Regions from separate parts of the Mus musculus genome. Here region 1 is linked to region 2. Evidence: chromatin contacts called from public HiChIP or PLAC-seq data. All regions are on one chromosome and are shown on one strand. The core of a region is the stretch at or near the end of the contact, and the rest is flanking DNA. Distances in the headings are between cores, read along the strand shown. Region 1 overlaps Sim2 (single-minded family bHLH transcription factor 2). Region 2 overlaps Hlcs (holocarboxylase synthetase (biotin- [propriony-Coenzyme A-carboxylase (ATP-hydrolysing)] ligase)).

Evidence for each region. HiChIP or PLAC-seq counts read pairs in DNA pulled down with a chosen protein or histone mark.
Region 1: a contact with region 2 is called in an HNF4G HiChIP or PLAC-seq map of pancreatic cancer cells. The contact joins two enhancer-like sites. A contact is called at or near these places in 4 of 484 Hi-C or Micro-C datasets (the N1E-115 cell line, embryonic stem cells and trophoblast stem cells), 7 of 115 datasets of contacts at active chromatin or transcription factors (the HPC-7 cell line, double positive thymocytes, embryonic basal ganglia and 4 more) and 2 of 9 other capture datasets (adipose tissue and liver).

The regions. Positions count from the first base shown.
Region 1 is chr16:94,110,859-94,116,607 of GRCm38.p6, reverse strand. It overlaps Sim2 (single-minded family bHLH transcription factor 2), which reads right to left. Exons shown (of 11, transcript NM_011377.2): 7 at 1,579-1,685. Among named protein-coding and RNA genes, the nearest start is that of Sim2, 28 kb to the right of the region's middle. Within about 2 kb of position 1,622, at least 15 of the 459 cell types and tissues checked have an H3K27ac peak or open chromatin away from gene starts, as enhancers often do. A contact at or near this core is called in pancreatic cancer cells and trophoblast stem cells, where this site is marked.
Region 2 is chr16:94,226,080-94,231,265 of GRCm38.p6, reverse strand. Hlcs (holocarboxylase synthetase (biotin- [propriony-Coenzyme A-carboxylase (ATP-hydrolysing)] ligase)) reads left to right here. Exons shown (of 11, transcript NM_001360045.1): 6 at 1-202. Among named protein-coding and RNA genes, the nearest start is that of Hlcs, 62 kb to the left of the region's middle. Within about 2 kb of position 1,680, at least 74 of the 459 cell types and tissues checked have an H3K27ac peak or open chromatin away from gene starts, as enhancers often do. A contact at or near this core is called in pancreatic cancer cells and trophoblast stem cells, where this site is marked.

The DNA of each region.
Region 1 (5,749 bases), core at 373-2,872, 110 kb after region 2:
CACACACATCCATACACACACACACACACACACACACACACACACTTTCTAACTCCTCATCTCTGTGTGCCAAGGGGCCAGGAATCTGGTCATGGCAGGGCTCTCTGTGAACTTGGAGAAAGGAGAACAGCCCAAATGTTATCCTAGTCACTATCCCCTGGTCACACCGCATAGCCAAGAGGACAGTGCAACCCCTGGATCTGCCAGCCACCTCCAGGGACACCAGCAAATGTCCTCTAACATCTTTAGCTGACCCAGGCCACACCTGGAAGCCCCCAGCTTGCCCAAGCACCTTCATCCTACAAGTACCTGAGACCTTCTGTGTGCCTGAAGGGGCTAGAGGGTAGAAGGACAAGATATTTCATTCCACCCAAATTATTCTCTGTATTCCTGAAGAAAAGTGCCATTTTTTTTACACACCCTTCTCCAAACCCTGAGGTCCTGAAACTGCCTCCATGGGTAAATCAAATCCTGCCCCCTGTGCTAGAACAGAAGATGTCTCTGGCATCCCAGTGGAGCAAGACTCAACTCTGCTGAGGGTTGGCCACAGGCAAGTGCATCACCGTCTCTGAACCTCAGTATCCTTAAAAGTAAAATGAAGATAAAGATCTCTCACTGGTTGATAGTCTACGTTGTTGTTTCTTCTTCTTCTTCTTTTTCTTCTTCTTCTTCTTCTTCTTCTTCTTCTTCTTCTTCTTCTTCTTCTTCTTCTTCTTCTTCTTTCTTCTTCTTCTTCTTCTTCTTCTTCTTCTTCTTCTTCTTCTTCTTCCTCCTCCTCCTCCTTCTTCTTCTTCTTCTTCTTCTTCTTCTTCTTCTTCCTCCTCCTCCTCCTTCTTCCTTCTTCCTTCTCCTTCTTCCTTCTCCTTCTTCCTTCTCCTTCTTCCTTCTTCCTTCTTCCTTCTCCTTCTTCCTTCTTCCTTCTTCCTTCTCCTTCTTCCTTCTTCCTTCTTCCTTCTCCTTCTTCCTTCTTCCTTCTCCTTCTTCCTTCTTCCTTCTTCCTTTCTCCTTCTCCTTCTCCTTCCTCCTCCTCCTCCTTCTCCTTCTTCTTCTTTTCTTCTTTCCTTTTATGTATTGGAGTACACTGTAGCTGTCTTCAGACACACCAGAAGAGGACATCAGATCCCATTACAGATGGTTGCGAGACACCATGTGGTTGCTGGAAATTAACCTCAGGACCTCTGGGAGAGCAGTCAGTGCTCTTAACCACTGAGCCATCTCTGCAGCTCCTTTACTTAATTTCTTAACCCAGTGCCTGGTCATATGTATTAAGGGTTCTACCCTGTTCTTGAACTAATATTGTTGGTATTCATAACTGGAGTCCAGATTCCATAGATTAGCTGGACCTCCAAGTCCACAGTCTAGAACCCAGGGCCATTGAGGTCTGACATTGTCACTAAGACCATGCCTGTAAGTGGTAGAGAAAGGCAGCAGGGGCCATCATTAGCAAGAGGCAAAAGGAGTCACACTGGACTTTATGATTCACACATACACCAGCCCCAGGCAACAGGAATGTCCCCTCCCTGTTCTTAGTACCTCCACCCTGATCAGCTGACCCTGGCCAGGTGGCTTGATACTCACAGAGGTGGTGTGCATATCGGAGGTGGAAGGTGTCACAGCCATGCACATGATGGTACAGTGTCTTTTCGATCAGGTCTTGTGGCTCATAGCCCGTAAGCTCTGTCACCCTGTGGAAGGATGGTTGTTCCGTGAGTCAAGCTGCTCTTAGGCAATTTCCTTTGAACCAGTATTTGCTTTGCCAACGAATCAAGTGTGAAGAGGCTCAGGGGTGGGGAGGTGTTGGTGTTGGAATGATCTTTTTTACAGGAAGAAAGTCTTTGAATCCTAGCTCAGGGTCGTCTGTAGAACTGGGAGTGAGAATGTTCGGGAACCACCGGCTAGCAGCACGTTTGGGATGGCTTAGCAATGGAACTTTTCTCGAACCCTGCCTATCTGTGGGCACTGAGGGGAAGGCTTTGATCAGACCACTGACATAAGCTGTGTGATGGGGAGAGCCACTCCGGGGACCTGTGGGGACTGTCCTTTGTGAACCTGTTTTGTTCTCTGCATGGCCTAATGCATGCGATCCCCCATCTCAGACCTCCAGTGCTGAGGTTAGAGGCTACATCACCATGCTTGTATGTGGCTCCTGGGAATCTGAGCTCAGGTTATCATCCTACACAGCAGACACTTTGCCCACTGAACCATCTCCCCGGCTCCTTCGTTTGTTTAATTCTAATAAAATAGACATCCCATAATATTTACTATCTTGCCATTTTATGTGCATGGTCTAGTGAATTGACCATGTGCACTTACAATATTCACACTGTACCATGATCGCCTTCCCACACCTTCTGGTTATCGCAAACAGAAACCCCTCACCTGCAAAACATCACCTCCAGCCCTCCTTCCCCCATATACCACCAGGCCTTCTGTTACAGACCCTTGTCCTCCATTCAACTTCCTGTCTCCCTGAACTTATGCCTTCCTTCATACAGGATAGCATGTTTAAGGGCCATTTCCCTTTGTAGCACATGGCAGAGCATTCCTTTCTGGGACTAAATACTATCCTCTCTCAAATAGATACTACGCTCTGTGTTTTGTTTATCCCTTTGTCTGCTGGTGGGTACTGAAGCTGTTTCCACTTCTTGGGTCTGGGTTGGCTCTTTAAATCACTGTTCTACATCGGGTACTGTCAGTCGTGGTGGTTGGTCTCCAGATCTTACAGCCGGGTGGTTCCTACCAATGAGAATCACAGGATAACTGTTTAAGCCTGGTATCCATGAGGGATTATCTACAGACCCCCCAGAACACAGCGCCACGGCTGCAAATGTTCGGGCCAGAAGGTGGAAGTGCTCACTCTCCTCAGGAGTGGAAGACTTTCCCAAGTGTGCCTGTGACATGATCCCTCTACTCTCAACAAGTCCCAGACATATTAATTTCTCACGTCAGCGCTTTGAAGAGAAATGACTGTCAGCAGCTAAGCCCTCATCAGTGCCACACTGGGCTGCCCCTTCCATGGGTGAAATTGTGTGTGGCGGTGGTATGGCTTCACAGACTTGGCCCAACCAAGCTGGGAACTGTGTCCTTAAAAGAGGTAGGTGGCCCTAAGCATGTTGGTGACAGATATTTAAGAACAGATGAAAGAGCAGAAGAAAGGGTTCCAATAACAGTGTGGCAGCGGGAAGAAGTCAGCTCAGGAGACGGTGGAGTGGTGGGGACAGTAATGAAGAAGGCTGGCACTGAGGGCCCTGCTTGAGAGTTGCGAAACACTAGCCACAGACAGAACCGGGAAACGTGACCCCATTTTTATTCTTTAATCTGCTCAGACCTGGATCATACATCTTTCAGAGACTCGGATTTCCTTGGAATGGCTCTCCAGTTGCATGTATATTTCCGTTGATGTTCCTCTAAGATGGAGAGGGAACAGGGTTCCAGGTGAGGGGGGTGGGGGAGGCACTGGCTCCTGCTCTGTTTGTTCAGGACTCTAGAGATTTCTCCAAGGGTCACTAGAACTGCAAACCCAGTCAAGTCTAACTGGGTGGGAGGAAAGGTAAAAGACAGCTGTCTGACTCCAAAAACAGCCCAGGTATCTCTGCAGCATAAACTGAGAGACTCCAGCCCCTGGACCATTGGACTAAATCGGCAAGAATACGAATGTGGTTAAAGAATCACGCACGTACCATGTTCTCAACAAACCATTGAGCAACATTACAAATTAAAGGCCAGGGAAAGGGCTTGGCAGGGTGCCCTCCTGGGTTTGTTCAAACCTCCAGTGTCTGTAAACCTGTCAGAGGGATGTGCCACACCCTAAACACGGCTGGCCTCACCCGACCTTAGCCAAAGCATCAGCCACGGTTTCAAAGAGAACACCACAACACCCTGAGGATCCGAACATCAGGTTAAGCTGAGTTCAGTTGTGCTGGGATGACGATGGGTGAGTGGCCAGTGGCTGCTCCCCGAGGCCCACCACCCTTGCTCCTGTGACTTGGGGGGCCTCAAGCCAACACCTTCCCCACTGTCCATCTGGGGCTGTCCCTCCAGAGCTGGCTGTAACCCAACAGGCTTTCGAGAACATCTCAAGGAGACAGAAACTCAAGCGACAGTGAAGGGTCCCAACCCCCTTAAAGTGTCTCCTCCATGACAGCAGCCTGGCCTCTGAGCTGGCTTCCCTGTAAAGACCCAACTCTTCCCTGTAAAGACCTCCACGTTTCTAAGTGCTGTGAGCTGGGAAAGACTTCCAGTTGCTCCTCTGGGGACACAGCCTCTTCTTTCCTCTTTGAGAGAATTCATCAGAGAAATCTCTTGGGGTTTTCTCGAACTGTCTGAAAAATACATGCAGGCTGTGCTGGCTGGCTTTATGTCAGCTTGACACAAGCTAGAATCATCAGAGAGGAGAAAGCCTTAATTGAGAAAAATGCCTTCATAAGATCCATCTATAAGACATTTTCTTAATTAATGATTGATGAGAGAGGGCCCAGCCCATGGTGGGTGGTGCCATCCCTAGGCTGGTGGTCCTGGGTTCTATAAAAAGCAGGCTGAGAAAGCCAAGGGAAGCAACCCAGTAAGCAGCCCCCCTCCAGGGTCTCTGCATCAGCTCCTGCTTCCAGGTTCCTGCCCTGCTTGAGTTCCTGTCCTGACTTTCTTCAGTATGGACTAGTATCTGGAAGTGTAAGCTGAATAAACCCTTTCCTTTCCAGTTTGCTTTTCGGTCATGATGTTTCGTCACAGCCACGGTAACCCTAACTAGAACAGAGGCAACGAGTGGAAGAAACCAGCTCTCTCTTCTGCACTTCTTCAGTCATGACCTTGGATGGCCCACATGCAGCCTACTTCCAGAAGAGCTCCTGCCACCATCCCTCCCCGGCCCACATCTGCAGTCCTTGCTTCTGCAAGAAACAAAACAGCACTTGCCACCATTCCACCACCCTAGAAAGTGCTGGCCGATGATTCTGTTTCACTTTTGCCTGGAATTTTAGGGTGACCCTAAAATGCTCTCTCACTTCTTGATCCTTAGAACAGCTTTGAAGAACATGAGAATCGATCCCGACTAACCTCCCATCTCACACCCCACCCTGGGCCAGATGGGTTTGTGTCTTTTCAATAAAGAGCCAATACGTGGGTGGAGTAGTCAATGTTGTGGGATATTTTAATGCTGTAGTTTACCTTTCTTCATAAGTTGTTTGTTTTGTTTGAGTTGGTTTACTTGAGTCAGTCTTGCTCTGTAGCCCAAGCTGGCTTTGAATCTGCTTCAGGTTAGCCTGGAACTCACAGTAATCCTCCTGCCTCAGCCCCACAAGGGGTATAATTATAGATGTGAGTCTTTACACTATTTTTTATTAACTTGAAAAACTTAGAACAGAAAAAAAAAATCAGCAGCCCAGAGTAACCGCATATGCCTATGTCTCGCCATCTCATAAGGTTGAGGCAGGAGGATTGCTTGAGTCCTGGAGTTCCTGGAAGGACCTTGGCCTGTGCAGCCAAGGAACCCACAAGCCAAGTGGTAACATGGCCTTGTGAATCTATGAGACTTTGAGCTGCTTCACATCTGTTGGCTACTTTTCATCTTCCTGAAGACTTTCAGGATAGCGAGTGGTGGGCAGAGCTGACAGCTTCTACGCAAGGGCAATGGAAGAGGGTAACACCAGGTGAGGTATCAAGATCTGTGGAAATGGGGCTGGAGAGATGGCTCATCGGTTAAGAGCACTGACTGCTCTCCTAGAGGTCCTGGGTTCAAATCCCAGCAACCACA
Region 2 (5,186 bases), core at 431-2,930:
AGCTCTCCCTTCAGTTTGTTTCCTCCTACACATCTGAAGCGGAGATCACCCCGTCTTCCATGCCTGTGGTCACTGACCCAGAAGCCTTTTCATCAGAGCACTTCAGCCTAGAGACCTATCGACAGAATCTGCAGACCACGCGCCTTGGGAAAGTGATTCTGTTTGCAGAAGTGACCTCCACCACCATGAGTCTCCTGGATGGGTGAGTTCCAGCCGGGCCTGGCCGAGGTGACTGCTGATGTCTGTTCTCTGTACCCAGGCAGAAGGGACAGGTCTGCCCATCATGTGAATGAGGGGGTATAGAAGGAAATCCTGCCCTCCCCAGCCCCTTCCCCCCCACCAGTTCCCTGCTCCTCCCCTCCCCATCCCCCGTCCCCCTCCGCCTGAGCCATAAGAAAGGAATTAAAAGAAGCGCTTGGATCAGAGCTCATGTTTTACACGCAGCTTTTGTGGCTGGTGTTATTTCTTTAATCAGCCATTTCAAAACATCCTTGAAGGAAATTATGAAAAATAGTGCAACAGGTGGCTGTGGCCAGGTGACTGTTTCCTTTGTGTAGTAATCAGTGTGAAACATCTAATCTAGGGCATTCTGCAGGGTGACACATAACTGGGCTAAATGGAAATATGTTGAGACCTTGTGCTTTGCTTTTCTATTTCTATTTCTATTCTGTGGCCTCTGTTTGGAGTTAAAACACCCAGCTTCTCTGTATTGCAGCTGTAGAGCCAAAACCAGGTACTTCTGTTTGTGTGGCATAAACTTCACCAACGGAGCCATTTCCCCCTGAGGTGTCTGTGGACCCAAGTGAAGGCTGGTCATTTCTAAAGTGATGGACAGAAGTCTTTTTTTTTTTTTTTTTTTTAAAGATTTTATTTATTTATTATATGTAAGTACACTGTAGCTGTCTTCAGACACTCCAGAAGAGGGAGTCAGATCTCGTTACAGATGGTTGTGAGCCACCATGTGGTTGCTGGGATTTGAACTCCGGACCTTCGGAAGAGCAGTCGGTGCTCTTAACCACTGAGCCATCTCTCCAGCCCCTGGACAGAAGTCAGTGTTTCAGTCTAAGAAAAGTATTTGGAGACCTGTGTTGTTGATATGTTGAAGCCCCAATGTCCATAGGATTCTAAGTCACTTGTACAAGAGTGCTCTGTCCTCACGCACACCAGAAGAGGGCGCCAGATCCTGCTACAGACAGTTGTGAGCCACCGTGTGGTTCCTGGGAATTGAACGCAGGACCTCTGGAAGAGCAGTCAGTGCTCTTAACCACTGAGCCATCTCTCCAGCCTGAGACAGTGACTCTTTAGGAAACAGTAGCTTTTTTTGTTGCTTTCTTACTCTCTTTAGAGGCACCCTTCTGTTACTGTAAATCTAGGGAGATTGGGAGATTTCTCACCTGACAAATGCATTGGCACTCATTGTATTTTCGCTTTCGCTGCAAAGCCCACCTGACCGCCCCGCAGCAGCAAGGTCCACATAACCACTGTGTTGCAGCAAAGCCCACATAACCAACCGCCTAGCTGCAGCAGGAGATGCTGGGAGCCTTCGTTTGGTCTCTGGGTGTGACACTGGGAGTTATGATGACCCTTCACCTTCTGTCCCAACCCTGCGACTCTACTGAGCCATCAGTAGAACAATAGGAATTAGAATTGCTTACTGATTACTCGAGGCAGTCAAAGGGCATATGGCTGTCCCTTCCAAAAACAAAAAGTAAACACTTGCTGTGTGGGCCATGCGTCCACAGTCATTAGAGTTGGCCACGCCGGCCTATTTCTTGGGTTGGACAGGTCATTTTCTCTGGCTTATCTTCCTGGCCACGAGTTTTACCCCGCTCTGTTGTAAGGGGAGAGACTTCTGGATGTATCAGTCTATGTTGCTGGCTCCGTGGGAGTCCAGAGGCCTTTATTTTTCTTTCTGTGCTATTTCCACGTTCAGTTAGCTCAGCTGTTGGGTAGAGTCCCAAGATATGGGATCCAGGCTGCGTCTGGCCCAGCGAATCTCCGAGTGTTCCATGGTCACATCCTACAGCTGGGCCAGGGAGCCGTCTGCAAATGTGGTGCAGTCTACGTGTGGATAGGCACAGGACCGTCCCCATCACCGGAGAAGCACCTCCCAGTGCTTGCTTTAATGGGGGTACCTAGGGAGCCTGTGCGTTCTGTTTACTGGTAAGATGAGGGCCCAGCCTGCTTGTGAGGATAGCCTAAGGCCACAGAGCCCTTGATCACGGAGTGACCAAATCATGAATCATTGTTATTTTTGGAATTGTCTTTTCTGTGAGTCATAGACTCTTTCTTGATTGACTTAGGCCAAGTCTCTGTCAGATACTGAAATGGCTTACTTGTGAAGCCATCCTGGACCGAGCCAGCTGTATGTGAGTGCTAGGTGGGCTCGCCAAGAGTTGGGGTATTTTTTAATCCGTGTAAAGAATAATTTTGATTTTCCTATTTAATGTTTAATTACCACTGTTTAAATCCCTGGATTTTTCATGTTTGCCTACAGCACTATATGAAATAAGCCAGGCACTGTGTCCACGAGTTTACACTACCTTTGCCTCAGGACAGGTTCCCACAGAGTCCCAATAAAGGACTCTGGTGACAGCATAGTTCATAAGATGTGCTGCTACTCGTGGTCTGGAAGAGGGCACGGTAGAGACAACGCAGTTGTTTCCGGGGGTCCCCGAGCGTCTTTTGTGCAGTTACGGCTTACTGAGGCTCGTAGTCGATGGGGAAAATGTTGGGGCCATGACGGCATCTCCAATGGCTCTGGGACCTTGGCGACATCCCCTCCCTGAGCTGTGAGGACAGGGACGTTGAACATCAGAAGCTGCCCTGGCACCCTCACCAGCTTCATCTGACCTAAGTGTTCCCATGTCAGAGCTGCCACCGGGCACGCTTGCTGTTTCTAAGTAACCGCCTGTGGTTCAGAGGGACAGAGGTTTTGCGGATCATGCTGAGGAGGAGGGGACGTTTGTGAGACTCCGCTGCAGAGGGAAAGGAAAGAAGCCATTCCATAAGAACCTTGAAAATCTGCCTTTGGACGTCATGTCTAGTAACTCATGTCTGTAATCCCAGCACTGAGGAGGTTGAGGCAGGAGGACTACCATGAGTTCAAGGCTAGCTTAGGCTACATGTGTTCCAGGTCAACCTGGGCTACAGAGTGAGACCCTGTTTCCAGAATTTTTATGAATTTTTTTTGGGGGGGTGGAGAGGAGGGATAACATTAATGAGAATGGCCACGGTCATTTTGGAAAGAGTATTTTGATCTTCAAAGTTGGGGGCCAGCCCGGCTTCTCAACCCTATGCTCGCTCGCCTCTCTAGCCAGTCTTGACCCGCGCCTCTCTTTCCTCCCCTTCTGAAACTGCTCCAGGAACTCACTCCGCCCTGCACCCCTCCCCTCAAGTCCAAGCCAGAGAGGACAAGAATTGGGCTGGAACTAATTTAATGGCTGAGTGACCTCACAGTGGAGAACCAGCCGGATCCTAATAGGCGGCTTTGTCTCCATTCCCACCCCGGCTGGTAGCATGCCAGTCAAGACTCGGGCGGGAGACACAGGTGGAAGCCATTAGAGCTGTCAGAGAGTTTGAAAAATTGATTCTGGAGGCCGAGCGAATAGATTGGACTTGACAGTGTTGTCCTAAAGATTCTAAGGGAAAATCCTGTCGTTTAATTCGAAATCCCTTGATTATTCATTAGCTTTCCAGATGGCTTTTGTTGGCGTTTTACATATTAATGCCCGTGTTGTGTTATCTGCATACTCTTAATGTGCACACAGGTAACAGGCGGAGAACAAACTTGCTGGTAAGTGTCCCAAACTAATGGGATATTAGTGTAATTGTGAATAAAAGGACTTTAGGAAGTTGATTGCTTTGGAATAATTAATGTGAGACTTTTTTTTTTTTTTAAATGGGCCAATTTAGTACTTTAGAAGTGAAAATGATTGCAGGGTTTGGCCTTTTTTGAATGTTTACCTCTAAATTAAAGTTTAGAGTACAATTCCAGCGTTTGACTTCTGCAGTGGTCACGACTGAAAGGGTTGTCCTGGCAAGTTCTCCAGGAATTTTATTTGGCTGATCCAGTTCGACACCTGAGTAAGTTAACCCCTCACACGCCGGGCTACTCAGGTTGAATTACTCCAGGGGCCTGCTTTTCTCTCAGAGATATCTCCACGTCCATTTTTAGTATTCTCGAAGCTTTGTTGTTGTTGTTGTTGTTGTTGTGTTTGTATGTCTGTGTTATGTATGTGGTATGCGTGTCTACACGTGGAGGCCAGAGGTTGTCACGCTGTTTTCCTCAATCGCTCTCCACCATTTTCTCAAGACAGGGCCTCTCACTGAGCCCGGGAGTTTGTGGGATCATCTAGACTCCCTGATCCGGGAGCCGCAGGGTCCGTTCATCTCCACCTCCCCAGCGCTGCGTTTATGTGAGGCTGGGATCCAAACGTCTGAGTGGCAGGCATGGGACCTGTAAGAGTTCCAGAGGCAGGACTCACCTCTTACTGTGACAGTGACAGTTTAATGGTCATAGTATGTACTGTTTGGATGACATTTCACTGGAGTCGGCTTTCCAGGCTTCTCACATCTTGGTACCGGAGGCAGTTTGTAGGTGTGGCAGGCTGATGAGGACAGAGCTTTGCTCCTCCTTGCTGCTGGAAGGGAGAGAGCAGGATGCCCCCAGGGGTCAGGTCCTGGTGAGGACCCACCCTGCACATAGCTGCCTTCAGACAGCGGGAGTGGGTGAGAGCCCCTTCTTCAAAGCACCGACCCCATCCTCAAGCCCCACCGTGTAACCTCATCCTCCCACAGGCCCCGCCTCCTCGCACCATCACTGCAGGGATGAGCTCGGGTCAGGGAAGGTGAAGACACACAGAAAAGTGCACCATTGAACCTGGCACACACCGGCCTTTACTGTACCAGAGAGTGCTGGTGAAGGTAACCCGCAACCAACTCAGCGGAGTCTTCCGGAGAGGCGAGGTGCTCAGCCCAGCAAGGCCTAGGGCAGTGCTGTTGAAACTTCTCAGCTCACAGCTGGGCCTTCTGAATCCTCTCAGTGGTGAGGTCTGAGCCCTTCAGGTAGTCTTTGCTGAAGCTGTGTGGTTGCCCTGGGTGCCTTGCTGCGGCACCGAGGCTCTGTAGCTGCACCCAAGGCGGATCTTGTGGGTTGTGTTGTTCTGGGATAATGGATAGGCCCA